2 separate regions of the Xenopus laevis genome follow, and region 1 is linked to region 2. Evidence: chromatin contacts called from public Hi-C data. All regions are on one chromosome and are shown on one strand. The core of a region is the stretch at or near the end of the contact, and the rest is flanking DNA. Distances in the headings are between cores, read along the strand shown.

Region 1 (6,443 bases), core at 1,612-4,111, 170 kb before region 2:
TACCCTACCCACACATGCTCCACTGCAACTTTCTTCTCCTCACATGTCATTATCTCCAGTGTTCCCCAGTCACCTCCACCCCCCCATGCCATTCTCTTCCCCAGTCTCCACTCCTTATTTGGATTTTTTACACTGACAACCCTGCAAATTCTTTACTCTACAAAGCTTTCCATTCTGCTTGTTTTCTTCATAAGTCCCGGTTGAGCCGCATGGGGATTGGACACACTCAAAGCTGAAGTTTGAACTTCCTCCCCAGCCTAGCCAATCCCAATGCAGCTCCACCAGGACTTAACTACTTCTGAAAAAATGAACAATATAGAGATCTGTGCAGAGAAACAAAGATGCAGGGACTACAGATGGGATGGGAGGGTGTCCCATCCCGAGTCTGTAGCTCATGACAGGTGTGTGTGTGTGGGGGGGGGGCAGACCCAGACCCAGGATAAATGAGAACACCTAGCCCCCCCTTTAAGGAACCATAACCCACCTGGTCTGGAAGAACTGTCCCCCCTGTTCCGTCCTGATGGCTGATCTAAAAACAAGCCTTCAAACTGTTCCTAATCTACAACTCCCAGCATCCCCTGTCTTTTGCCTCTACAGATAATACTGAACTACTTCTCGCCTATGCATATAATATGTATTGTGTCTGTGACACTGTTAAAATTATAATATAATTAGAAAGCTCTCTTCCTTGGCAGGAGAAAAAAAACAGAGAAAATGTATTGAGTGAGCATTGACACCAATGCATTTGGCACAAGAAATAAAAATTGACTTAAATGCCATTTTGCTAAATTTCCCACAGTTTTGCAAATTTATCAGAAAAGCGAAATGGGGCAATTAAACTCGTGTCTGTAACCAGCAGAAAACAGTGGTGCTCAGCAGCCTTTGCTCCATCATTTGCTTTCTACAGGAGCTAAGTCAATATGTAAATACCTCCTCTTTCATTTTGTAATGAATGAACTGTCATGAAAACATGTACAGATAAAAGTAAAGCTGCAACCCTTTCAGCGACCAGCTGTTCTCTTTTTTTTTTTTTTAATTTAAACAGGGCAGTTTGGGTAACATACATCATCCTCTACAACAGAACTGTATAAAGGGAGATGCAGGCCATATGCAGTGCTTCAAGTGATTATCATCTCCCTTAGCCAACCAAATGCTCCATCAACATTAATGATGAGATTACCAATTTTGTATTATGTGTTCCACAAATATATGATGTATTGGAAAACAGGTCTACGACAAGTCTCAAAGTGTTTCTATTAGGGTCAGAAAATGAATCCATTAAAATGAATCCATCCTCGTGGATTGTCTAACTGATTAAAATTAAGGGAACACAATCTAAGTGGAAAAAATGTACCTGGACATATAAGAGGTGTTGAGTGTACATGTGTCCTATGTTGAGTGTAATCAATGCTAATGGGCAGGGGTGTAACTATAGAGGAAGCAGACCCTGCAGCTGCCGGGGGCTCAGGAGGTATAGGGGCCCCATGAACCCACATTTATATACAGTTTCAATAAATATTGGTAAAACAAGTCAACCTCTAAACATTTTGGGGGCCTGAAAAATAACACTGCTAATGGGTCAGTGGAATATAGTTCTGTCTCTCACAAAGGCATTATAGTGGCACAGAGGTATCTATATTGGGAATAGCTGCTGAATTCTACCTTTCTGAGCTAGATATTAACATGAGATATTTTTATTAGTAAAATCAAACCCTCAGCATAACTCAGGTCCCAGCAGTGGCGGAACTACCGGGGGAGCAGGGGGTGCGAGCAGGCCAGGGCACGCACCCCCTCAGGGCCCCCCGGCAGCTCACGCGCCACTGACAAATGCGGCCAAATGCGGCCGTACGGAGGGGGCGGGGCCCAGCTGCGCGTCACGCACCAGGGCCCGCCCCCCTCTAGCGATGCTACTGGGTCCCAGGTAGCTGTTAAATGATAGTAGAGGTATGGGATCTATTAAATAAAATGCTCAGGACTTGGCATATATCGGATATTGTCTTTTCATAATTTGGATCTCCATAATTTGTCTACTAAACCCCAAACAGGATTGTTTTAATTCCAATAAGAATCAATTATATTTTAGTTAGGATCAAGTATACGGTACTGTTTTATTATTACAGAGTAAATGGGAATAACTTTTAACAGTTTGAGTTATTTGATTAAAAATAGAGTTTAGGAAGATGGCCTTCCTGTAATTCGGATCTTTCTGGATAATGGGTTTGCAGATAATGGATTCTTCCATACCTGTATATATTTATTTGTAGGATGTAAAAAATGAAGGGTAAATACACTGATCTGCACAACCATAAAGAATGGAAAGAAAAACAAAATCTACTTGTTGATAATCATATCGAATGTATCTTATTGAGTAAATTTGATCCCATCGCAACACAAAAAAAATACAGAACACCCTATTGTTGTATTTAAATCTCAGCTCTAATGACATTTTATAAATGTTCCTTGTGTATATGTTATTTCCTCGTGCTTTTGATACAGTGAGGAGAGAACGTGTAGCTAACACAGCACAGTTGTACAAAGAGAAGGCAGAGAAAGGAGGTGCGGGGAGGGCACAATCTCCAGTGCGCGTGGCGAGGGTAAACCAGCGAGAAACAAAAGAAGGAAAAACAAAAACGCTGTGAAGCTTGTAATTCCCAGCAGATGTCATTGTTGCTCCATGTCCCCATTATTTCCAGTAGGCGTCACTATTGTGCCGGCTTCCCTGCATGACTGGCAGGGGGCGCTGCGTTGCGCGGTCTCTATGTACCATATGACGTCAGTCCTGATACAGTGAGCCAGCCTGATACTCCGCTCCACTCTGCAACTTTCCCGTGCTGAAGCAGGCTGGAATAAGGAGGGAGGGGGCGGGGGGACAGTAGCAGGCTGGAATAGTTAGGGGGTGACGAACAGGTAGAAGCCGAGGGGGGAGAGCTGAGACAGTTTTGGGGGAAAGGGGCAGGATGCACCCCCAGCTGGCGCTGTTGCTCCTGGCTGCCCCCCTGTGTTTCCCCCTGGAGACTGAGACTCCCACAGGTCAGTAACAGTTTGTTATTGTTCCAAGCACTCCCTCCCATAACTTCCCTCCTTCCCCTGTCACTTACTGCCCTTCTTTTTTCTGCCTTTAGCACTTGTTTTGCACTTCCCTGCCCTGGCACCCCCGGCTGTGCCCTCCTCTTTCCCACTCCCTGCTTTCACTTTGTATGTGCCCTAATAGCCAGCCTGGCACCCAGTCTCCCCTCTTAGCACCCTTCTCTACCTTCCCTGCTTCTGGATGATTTCTCCGCTCACTCATTCTCCCATTCTTGCTACTTTGTCCTGTTGTGCTGTAGGGCCGCCCGCACTTATGCGAGAACTACATCTCCCATCATCCTTTGCCTAATAAAGGACTCCGGCTCGTGTAGTTCACTAGTAGCAAAAATGAGTTGCAGGTAGCGAATCGAGCCCAGCCAAGATGCAGTTGCCATTCCAGATTGTTTTTTGTGTCTGTTCTGTAAAAGATCATTTTGCTTTTTTGCCCCAGTCTGTACATGTTACCTCTTAACCCCTTCCTACTTCTTGCATGTCTTCCACTGATAATTATTCACCCCCATACCAGTTACATGTCCCTATATCTATGTTATGATCATTATTAGTATTGTCATTATTAGTCTTCCTTTGTATAAACTGACCTGTGCCCACCCAGATGTATGTTTTTATCTATTCCCCCCTGTCCGTTTGAATATAGGAAAATACTGTACCCCCCTCTTTTCATCATTTGCACTCTGTGCATTACAGTTCAATGCCCACTGTGTTTCATTGGTTTTCATCATCTCCATATTTCTTTTATTTTTGTTAAACTGTTTTGTATTGAGTTATTCAATCAGAAGCCGTAGGCAAGATAGCACTGTATGTGCCTGTTCCCTGTTTCTCGGCATATCCACACTGAATTCAGTTTGGGGGGGGGGGGGTGAGTTATGCTCTAACCCCTGGCTCCCCATTTGGATTGATCTATGTAAGGATTTCATCTCTGTTCATAACCCCCACTGTGCCCACTGTCTATTTGCCCACTGTTTCTTCTGCCCCTTCCTTCTTCCCCCCCTAACACCAGGGTAGCCTTTTCTGCTCATCTGCACCTTTAGTTCCCTAAGCCCTTCCTTCCTTGTTATTTACACATTAACAGTCCCCACTTTGATCCTTACACAGGAGGAGGGTTACCACTCATTGTATATTAGTAACCATTTACAGAGGACCCATAAACTTCCATTTCTGCCGCATTTGCAGCTGTATGTGTGAATAGCTGTAAATATGGCATTAGCAATTAACAAACATTCATTTATTAGCTGCAGCTCGCTTAATTATTTACAAGGCTCGTTTCAAAAACACTTTTTTTGCTGACATAGTGATATATTTATTAAGGCATAATGACCTAAAGGGAACTGTTTTATGGTGAACAAGACTCATTTTATATGGAGTAAAATGAGTTATATGTTGGCCAGGGTGTGTACCTTCAGCTATATTTAATTTGGCAAAATAATCGGCTGTTGCCTTCTGTTCTGCTGTAATATTTTTTCTATTAGGTTACAGTGTAATCCAATTTCAATCTATGTTTTTATTCTTCTGTTTTTGTTTATATCCACGTATCTTTGCACCAGGTGCCTCTACTAAATATAATAGACAGTGGAAGTCAAAGTACTCATTGGGGAATTTTCAGATCAGCCATTTATTATTGCACAGATCAATATGTTTTTGTCTAACTCAGGATAACACAGAAGCACAGATAAGATGAACTGACTGGGTTTACCAATATCTATTGCAATTTTCATGTTCAAGTTTAACATGTCAACATATGTTGTGGCATACAATGTATATGAATATATCTATATAAATACATAGATTCCCACAGATTCCATTTTATCCAAATAATACAAATTTTTAAAACTGATTTCCTTTTTCCCCGTAACAATAAAACAGTACTTGTACTTGACCCAAACTAAAATATAATTAATCCTTATTGGATGCAAAACCAGCCTATTGGACTTATTTAATGTTTACATGATTTTCTAGTAGACTTAAGGTCTACTTATGAAGATCCAAATTCCCTTTTCCGGAAAACCCCAGGTTAGCCAGCATTCTGGATAACGGGTCCCATACCTGTGTGTGTGTGTGTGTGTGTATATATATATATATATATATATATATATATATATATATATATATATATATATATATATATATATATATATATATATATCATTAATTATGCACAACTTCGCATAAGTCACATACTTAAGTATATACAGTATTGGGGCATACATTATCCCTTTTGAGTGTTAAAGGATTTATTGATGCCAGTCCAAAAAAAACACAGACATTATTTCTGTTGACCAGCCTCCTTTTCTTCTCTTTAAAGACATCAAAGTCCATCACCTCCTCACTTGGAAGTTCTTTATGGCTCTGATGAGTTTGCTCATTATTCTTGGGCAGGAAGATGAGCGACCTAATGACAGTGACATGTGAAATGGGTTAAAAGGTTGTTCCTACTTTGTAGTCAGTGTACTGACCTAATGAGATCTTTGAGCCTTCTGAACTACTGTTTGGGAGGGGGCAGCTAGGTTACTAAGGAACTAAGATTCCTAATACTTTTTAATAGATTTGTTTCCCCCGGGAGTTCTGCCGTAATGCCAATTAGCTCTAATTTTTTGCCGATATTAGTGTCATTTATTGGATGAAGGTTCCTGCAGTATGCCTGCTGAATAACTGCATACTGGAAAAATGTCTCAGAACCAACTGTGTTGACGAGGCTTCAGATTCTCTCATTGTCACAGGATACGTGTGGGAGATTGCAAGGAATTCCTTTCTTCCTACACTTGAGTGTTAAGATCCCTATTAGAGAACAAGACTTTACATTCAGCAACTTGCTTCTACATGCAGAGAGGATACACTGTAAGACCAGGAGGAGCAAAGTGCGTGGGGCTTTCCTGGTAGTGTAATAGGGAAATAGTACTCTAGAGCCAGACATTAAATGGATACTGTCATCAAATAATTATCTTTTATTGTTCTGTTTCATTTTTATACTCATTAGGTTGTGTGATATTCTACTAGTGGTTTAGATTTCATTTTAGCATTTAGCTGCTACAGAAAACACCCACACATTGCTTCCCATTGATTTGGATACAAAGCTTCCCTGGTCGCCGTGCAAGGGCGATAATTGTCTGAAAACATGGTGGTGCTCATTTAGTTAAATAGCACACAGGGCCTGCACATTCACTTTGACTGGGAATCACTTGTGAGTGCACAGAGAGTCAAGTATCATGCTTGAAAATTTACCACTAAGCATTCCCAGGTCATAAGCACTTGTCAGCTTTTCCCCCAGAGCTTGTAAGAGATTCCAGTTGATAATGGCATTGGTTTTTGAGTATTTTGTCTTCCCATCAATGGATCTACAAAAACCTTGAAATTGTTCCATA
Region 2 (6,729 bases), core at 1,977-4,476:
CCACTATTGCCCCCCTATTCATTGTCTTGAGTCTATAACTTTAGTTAGTGCTAGGTCACAGGTGGGGAGAGCAGGAGAAGGGCTCGACCCAGACCTGTCTGCGACCTGAAGATTTGGTGCAGGAGTCTGCACAAACCCACCCAAACCTGCAGGTTTTGGACCGGCCCGTATATCACTAAACCAAACCCCTCATTTGTGAATGCAAATAAGCCCCTCCTCAAAAAAAGTCAGCATACAAAAAACTGCGTTACCTCTAGTTGTCAAGCCATGTGATATTAAGGGCTCAGATTTAGATCGACCAAGCACTCAAAATTTAGATAAATATCATGGATTATAGGGCTTCAGATCTGAAAGTAGTACAAGTGTACTGTAGGCTTTAGAAATCAAAATTCAGACAATTTGATTTTAATCAAGGCCCTTAATATATTTGAATAAAACGTGTTGGGGGCCTTGGTTTTAAATTAGGAGACACAAATCCTACATTAGATAAAAAAATGAAAGTAGTTTTTAAGATCCAATGTAACATAATCCAAATATTTATTTTAATCCTGTCAGAAAAGATTCAGCATTCTACTAAGAGTAAACAGCCCAAAAAACATGCTTAGTAATGTACAAATAATAAATGTTCATTTATGCAGATTTATTTTCCATTTATTTTCCATTTATGGGCCAGATTCAGTTCAGTGAGAAAAGGTTATCACGTGAAAAATCATGGACGAGATTTAATTCAAAGAAAAAAACTTTTCTCCTCATTTACTTCCATTTTTCCTGTAGACTTCCTGTAGAGATTAAAAATGAGATAATTTTTTTGGAAATAAACTACATTCCAAATTAAATCTTGTCCATGAGTTTTGACATGGTAAACCTTTTTTTTCACTAAATTGAATTGGCTCTATGACTTTTATTATATTCCTGCCCATAATGTCCTAATGTATGAAACACAAAAGATAAACGTTTTTAAAGATTATTTCTATAATTCATTTGGATCTAAAATTTTGTAAACAGAACACCAGTTACAGGAATACATTGATGCTATTTTCCTCAACTGAGCATGGCAGATAAAGAGTTGCAGGCACTGATAACAAAAAAAAAGCAAAGACCTGTCTTTATTTTAATTATTTTATCCAATATGACTGTTAAATAGTAATATCACAAGACACTATGATTAATGTTATCATGAAGCTGGTGGCTGTAAACCAGATTGTTTACTTTATTAGTTGGTTATTTGCCAACATGCAAACATATACTTTACCAGGCAAGTTATTTGCTGCTCATTCTAATGCAATACAGTCAAGGGCTTAGACTGTGTGTAGTGGGTATGTTGAGAAGTCCCAAAGATATTTTGATCTGTGCTAGGTTTCATACAATTTTCTGAAGCTTTTGTGGTTTTCAGCAGAAATCGGAAAAAATCTGAGTTTTCGGGTGGAAAATTCCAAAAATTTGTATGATTCGTTTTTTTTCAATAATTTTTCATTTTTTTTCCTACAAACAAAAGTTTTGACAAAAACTGCACGGATATGGTCAGAGTATTTTTCAGAAAATATTGAGATAAATTTGGACTTTGATAAATGGGCCTCAAATTGCAATTTTATCCACAAACCTCAAAAGATTTGCGGTTTTCCTATATTTTTTTAAAATCTCGAAACATTTAAAATTTATTAAGTGAAAAAATCACGAAAACCTTTAATACCAAAATTTGCCCAGTTAAAATTGTCAAGGTGCTATAGAAGTCAGTGGAAGTGGATCTTATTGGACACCTTTTAATCAAATTGGACTTTTAGTGGTTTTCAGATTTTTTTCCACTAGGAATTGTTTAAAAAAACCGCAAATTTTTAGAGGTGTTATTTTTTTAGTGCATCATTCAGTGTTTTTTTCATTCTCACTTTTTATTTTTAGATTTTTTCTAATAAATTCAATGACATTCACGTTTTTAGAGTTTGTGAGTTTAGTTGTGATTTCCAAAACATCTAAAAACACAAAAATATGACCTTTAATAAATAAGCCTGCACATCATCTGAGGTGAGAAATGGACCAAATTTGCACATATGGTTAGGCAGCTTCCTACATTATAGGGAGGACTCTCTGAATCAGAGGTGTGCTACATTGCAGTTTAGCTGTAGCATCTAATTATATTGTAGCAGGAGGTTTTCTGACTCATGCTATCATATACTCTATACATGTAGCAGATCATTATACAGAGATATAGCCATCATTTCTAAAAAAAACATAGTGAATCTTAATTATGTTTCTAGGTTTAGCTTACTTTTAATTGTGTTTTATGTAATACATTAACATTAACATAATATTTGTGGACACTTTAATAGAAATGTTATGATAAAATTTTATTTTGAAAGTAACAGAATACACAAATAGAACATTTTATAAATTACTAGCATTCACTTGTCACAATATTTTATAGCAAAGCTATAGCGCCATTATGTACTCTCTCATGCATTTTTGCATCAAATGCAATTTATTGTATTCACTACTGCTCTGCAGAACTGTGACAACTTATAGAAGCATATTTAAAATACCACCCACTGTGAATTTGTCCTGTTGTTTTACCAGTATGGCATTATTAATATATGAGGTTTAGTGCAAGGCACAGTACAAGGAGCTAGTAGAAAACATGTAGAAAATCCAATTAAACATGAAAAAATATCCGAAGTAATATTATTATTTATCAAAAGCTTAAGCACCATTATGTCACGTTTTTGTCATAGTTTTTTGTCTATTTTAAGGGGTGGTTCACCTTTAAGTTAACTTTTAGTATGTTATAGAATGGCTAATTCTAAGCAACTTTTCAGTTGGTCTTCTCTATTTATTTTTTATAGTTTTTTTAAAAAAAATTATTTGCCTTCTGACTACAAACGTATTGTCATCTTTCTTGTTGGACAATGGTGCCCAATGGTATCTGCATGTTTTCCTACCCTTTGCTGATTCTAATTTGCCCAATGGTACCTGCATGCTTTCTCTCCCTTTGCTGGGATGTATGTATTTACTGTTATACACTAGTGAAAAGGATTTTTTTTAAAGGTTTTTATTTCTAATTTTAAACACACAACAACAAACAATATAGGCAGATAGGTTACATACCCCTAATTTGGGCCAGTAATTAAAGTCTGGGGATGCAGCAGGTGATGAAGGTTTGAATTTCTCCACAGTGGAGTGTGGGGAGAGGGCAAGGGGGCAGCTTTAGTTAATGCCTTGGTGGCGAGTATCCATGCCCTTTGTGGGCAGTTCAATGTGGGGAGCTGTTCGGGGGTATCTTCGGGTGTCCTGTGTGTGCATTTCTTATTGCCTCTAACGAGCCAGCCAAAGTTGCATGTAATGCTGTAAGGGAGTTTTCGGAATCCGGGTTAAACCAATTGTGTATAAAAGCTGACTGGCTAGCATTAAAGTAAATTTGTAAGTGGGGAAGGACAAGTCTTCCCTTGTTTATTGGGGCCATGATGTTTATTTGCCCACATGAAGGGAGAAGGATGGATGTTGGATCCATGTTGGAGATCCATGTTTTGTAAAAGGTACAGCAATTTAGGAAGGTATATCATTTTAAACAAGTTTACTCTGCCCCATACTGTTAGTGGTCAATTAACCCAGTGACTGGCAGCTACTTTTAAATTACTGGATCAATTTCACCTGGTATATAGTTTTGCATGTCTTTGTAGATGAGCACACCAAGATACTAGAATTAAGGCAGCCACCATAGTCCCTGAATTGCCTCTTCCCCTGGTACAGCGTCTAATGAAAGGAAGAACTGATTTTTCTTTATTAATAACCAGGCCGCTGTAGCTACCAAACTTGTCAGCCAGTTGGAGTGCCATTTTAAGAGAGTCTTGCGGATCTGCCAGAAATAATAAGAGGTCGTCTGCATAAAGTGCAATTTTTTCTTCAAACCTCCCACATTTGAGGACTATGACATCAGGGGTCTGCCGGATCATGAAAGCAAAAGGCTCTATCACCAGGGTGAAGAGACGAGGGGAGAGTTGGCAACCCTGTCTAGTGCTCCGAGAGAGGGAAAAGATTCTGGTAAGGGTGTTATTTATCCATACTTGTATGACTGGGGTTAGATAGACAGAGGTGAAGTCACCACAAAAGTTGTCAACTTTGAAGAGGTTAATTTACTTTCATTTAATATTTTACTAAGGTTGTATTAGACTCTAATAATTAGAGGGATGTACTTCCCAGTCTAGTGATGCATTCTCTGTAAGCTAAAGCTTTTTTTCTTTCATCCTAGTCTAGGATCAAGACTGGGTCAGAGAGGACCTTAATTTCCTCAACAGATACTTCTGGACATAGAAATGTTGCCACTTATCATAGGGCATATTTTCATTCAAAGTCTTCAGAGAAAGACTGGTAAGCTTTGCGTAACTATTTACAATTTTATAAACCTTGTGTTTTAGTATCATTTCAAGGGGAAGATCTCCTAACTGGCTAAGGTGATGAAAGTTGTCCAGGTACATCTAAATTTAATCGGTTACAAAGAGTTTCCAGTATAAATCAGATCTCTTTCTTTACTTTTAGATTGCGATGGAATACTGTGGTGGCAGCTCCATCAGTGACTTAGTCACCAGCATGAAAGGCAGTCCCCTTAGTGAGAACTGAATTGCCTATTTCTGCAGGGAGACTTTAAATGTTCTTCTTGCACCTCTTTAACACACCTTTGTATTATTAACTCTATGTGTCAAAAAGTTTATTCCATCTTTAAAAATAAAATTACTTTCTGGCAGCAAGTGTTTGGTCTTAGGTCATTAATTTCTACAGGGACTAAAATACCTACACAAGCACCGTGTCGCCCATAGGGATATCAAATGTGTCAACAAAAGAGGTGAAAGTCAAAATAAGTAAGTGAAGGTTTTTTTTTAAAATAATGATTATGTTAACAGAAGGAGCGAAAGTCAAAATAATTAAGTGAAGATTTTTTTTTAATAATGACGAATAGTTGGCCACAAACTATGACACGTATGCTACATGTGTATTTTTACTAATGAATTGGTATGCACATGCATACCAATTCATTAGTGGGTATTTTAGTCTCTGTAGAAATTAATAAACAGATTACCTATGACCAAACACCCACAAAGGCTATAACTTGCAGTTTATGCATCAACAAACAAGGAGTTTGATAATAAGATTATTGGTCATAGAACTGCTGTCTCCTAGAGATGATAATGACTACTTTTATAGCTACTTTTTAGAAAAATAGATTAGTTTGAGTCAGAATTGTTACCACGGTCATGTTTTTTGCAATCTATAATCCTGCCATTAATTCCCTAATATGGAAGGAAAGGTTTTTATAATTGTTTTAGGATGAATACATGCAAAACAGAGTAACCTAGAAATCAATTCAGGCGCCCACATAAAAAGAACCTAACACCATGCCTGAAAATTCTTCCTCTAAAGAACACATATGGCACAGTACACACACAATGCACAGTGGCAGAATGGTTGACATTCCCACTCTGTGGGCAACTTTATCAGAGCAGGCTGCATGGCACATTGGCACAAGTTGTAAAAAGCCACTCCTTGGTACAGATGTATAGGAAAACTGAGGGGTACAAGGCCAGAATTTATAAGATTCAGAAGTTTATTAATAAATATTGAAAACTGCACTTGGGCATTATTTCAAAATGGTACAGTAGTGATGGGCAGGTTGACAGAAAGTAGTCCCATGCCCAACCCTACAATCAGATTTCTCTGGTGTCACTGGAAGGAGAGTGACATGTGTGACCCAAAACGGACCGAAAGGTGTCTAGATTAGGGATGCACCGAAATCCACTATTTTTGATTTGGCCGAACCCCCGAATCCTTCATGAAAAATTCAGGTGAATACCGAACCGAAACTAAATCCTAATTTGCATATGCGGTCGGAAGGGGAAAACATTTTTTACTTACTTGTTTTGTGGCAAAAAGTCACGCGACTCCCCTCCCTGCCCCTAATTTGCATATGCAGATTAGTATTTGGTTCGGCCGGGCAGAAGGATTCAGGGGGACAGGGGCAACGAACGGCAGTGGGCCTAGGGGCACCCACTATGTAAATCTGGCCCTGTTCCTTAGTGTGATAGCTGGCAAGTAACAATCAGAGTAGTAACAATTTCTGTTCTACTTGGTAGCCTCTGGTTGCTTTGCTAACTATCCTTAGATTAACTCTTACTTCTAGAGTGAGCAACTACAGAATCTTTCCTGACACTAGCTACTCCTACCGAGGCCTACCATGTCAGGCTCTCCAGTGCCATCCATTCCCTCCAGAAAGTTGGGTCCAATAGTGACTATGGACAACTTACCCCTGGCCAATAAGAAACTACCAAAGAAACATCTAAACTGAACAAAAAATTGCTCTCCCCTCCCCAGTTGTGAAACAGTCCCAGCCCTTGGCTGGATTAACCTTTATGGGGACTACTTACATTAAAGTTGGACAAAATCTTTACCATGGTACTGCTTGGCTTAGACAAGGACAGCATGTAAGAGCATAGAAGCTTAAAGTAGTAGTTTACTTAACCTTACCAAAAAAAGGGGTTTTTGGTGGTCTGTACAATACGATTTAAGTGTTGTATTCGACTTCCATGTAGTTGCTCTTTGCTTGCAACTCCACTGTACCAGTAAATCAAAAAAAAAATTGAAGAGGAACTCCAGCAGGATAACTGCAAAATATTTATTCCAGGTTGTGGAAGATGGATAGAGGAGAGATTGCAAAGAAATATAAGCAATTTTATAATAAGAATGTGGCTA

What was found. A called contact is a pair of places that touch in the nucleus more often than the background predicts.
Region 1: a contact with region 2 is called in a Hi-C map of the XTC cell line, with 3 times the contacts expected there. A contact is called at or near these places in 2 of 4 Hi-C or Micro-C datasets (the XL177 cell line and the XTC cell line).

What each region holds. Positions count from the first base shown.
Region 1 is chr2L:86,434,820-86,441,262 of Xenopus_laevis_v10.1, reverse strand. LOC108708221 (receptor-type tyrosine-protein phosphatase U-like) reads left to right here and starts at 2,861. Exons shown (of 32, transcript XM_041582130.1): 1 at 2,861-3,030. The coding sequence starts at 2,958.
Region 2 is chr2L:86,265,773-86,272,501 of Xenopus_laevis_v10.1, reverse strand. No RefSeq gene overlaps it. Among protein-coding and RNA genes, the nearest start is that of matn1.L, 24 kb to the right of the region's middle.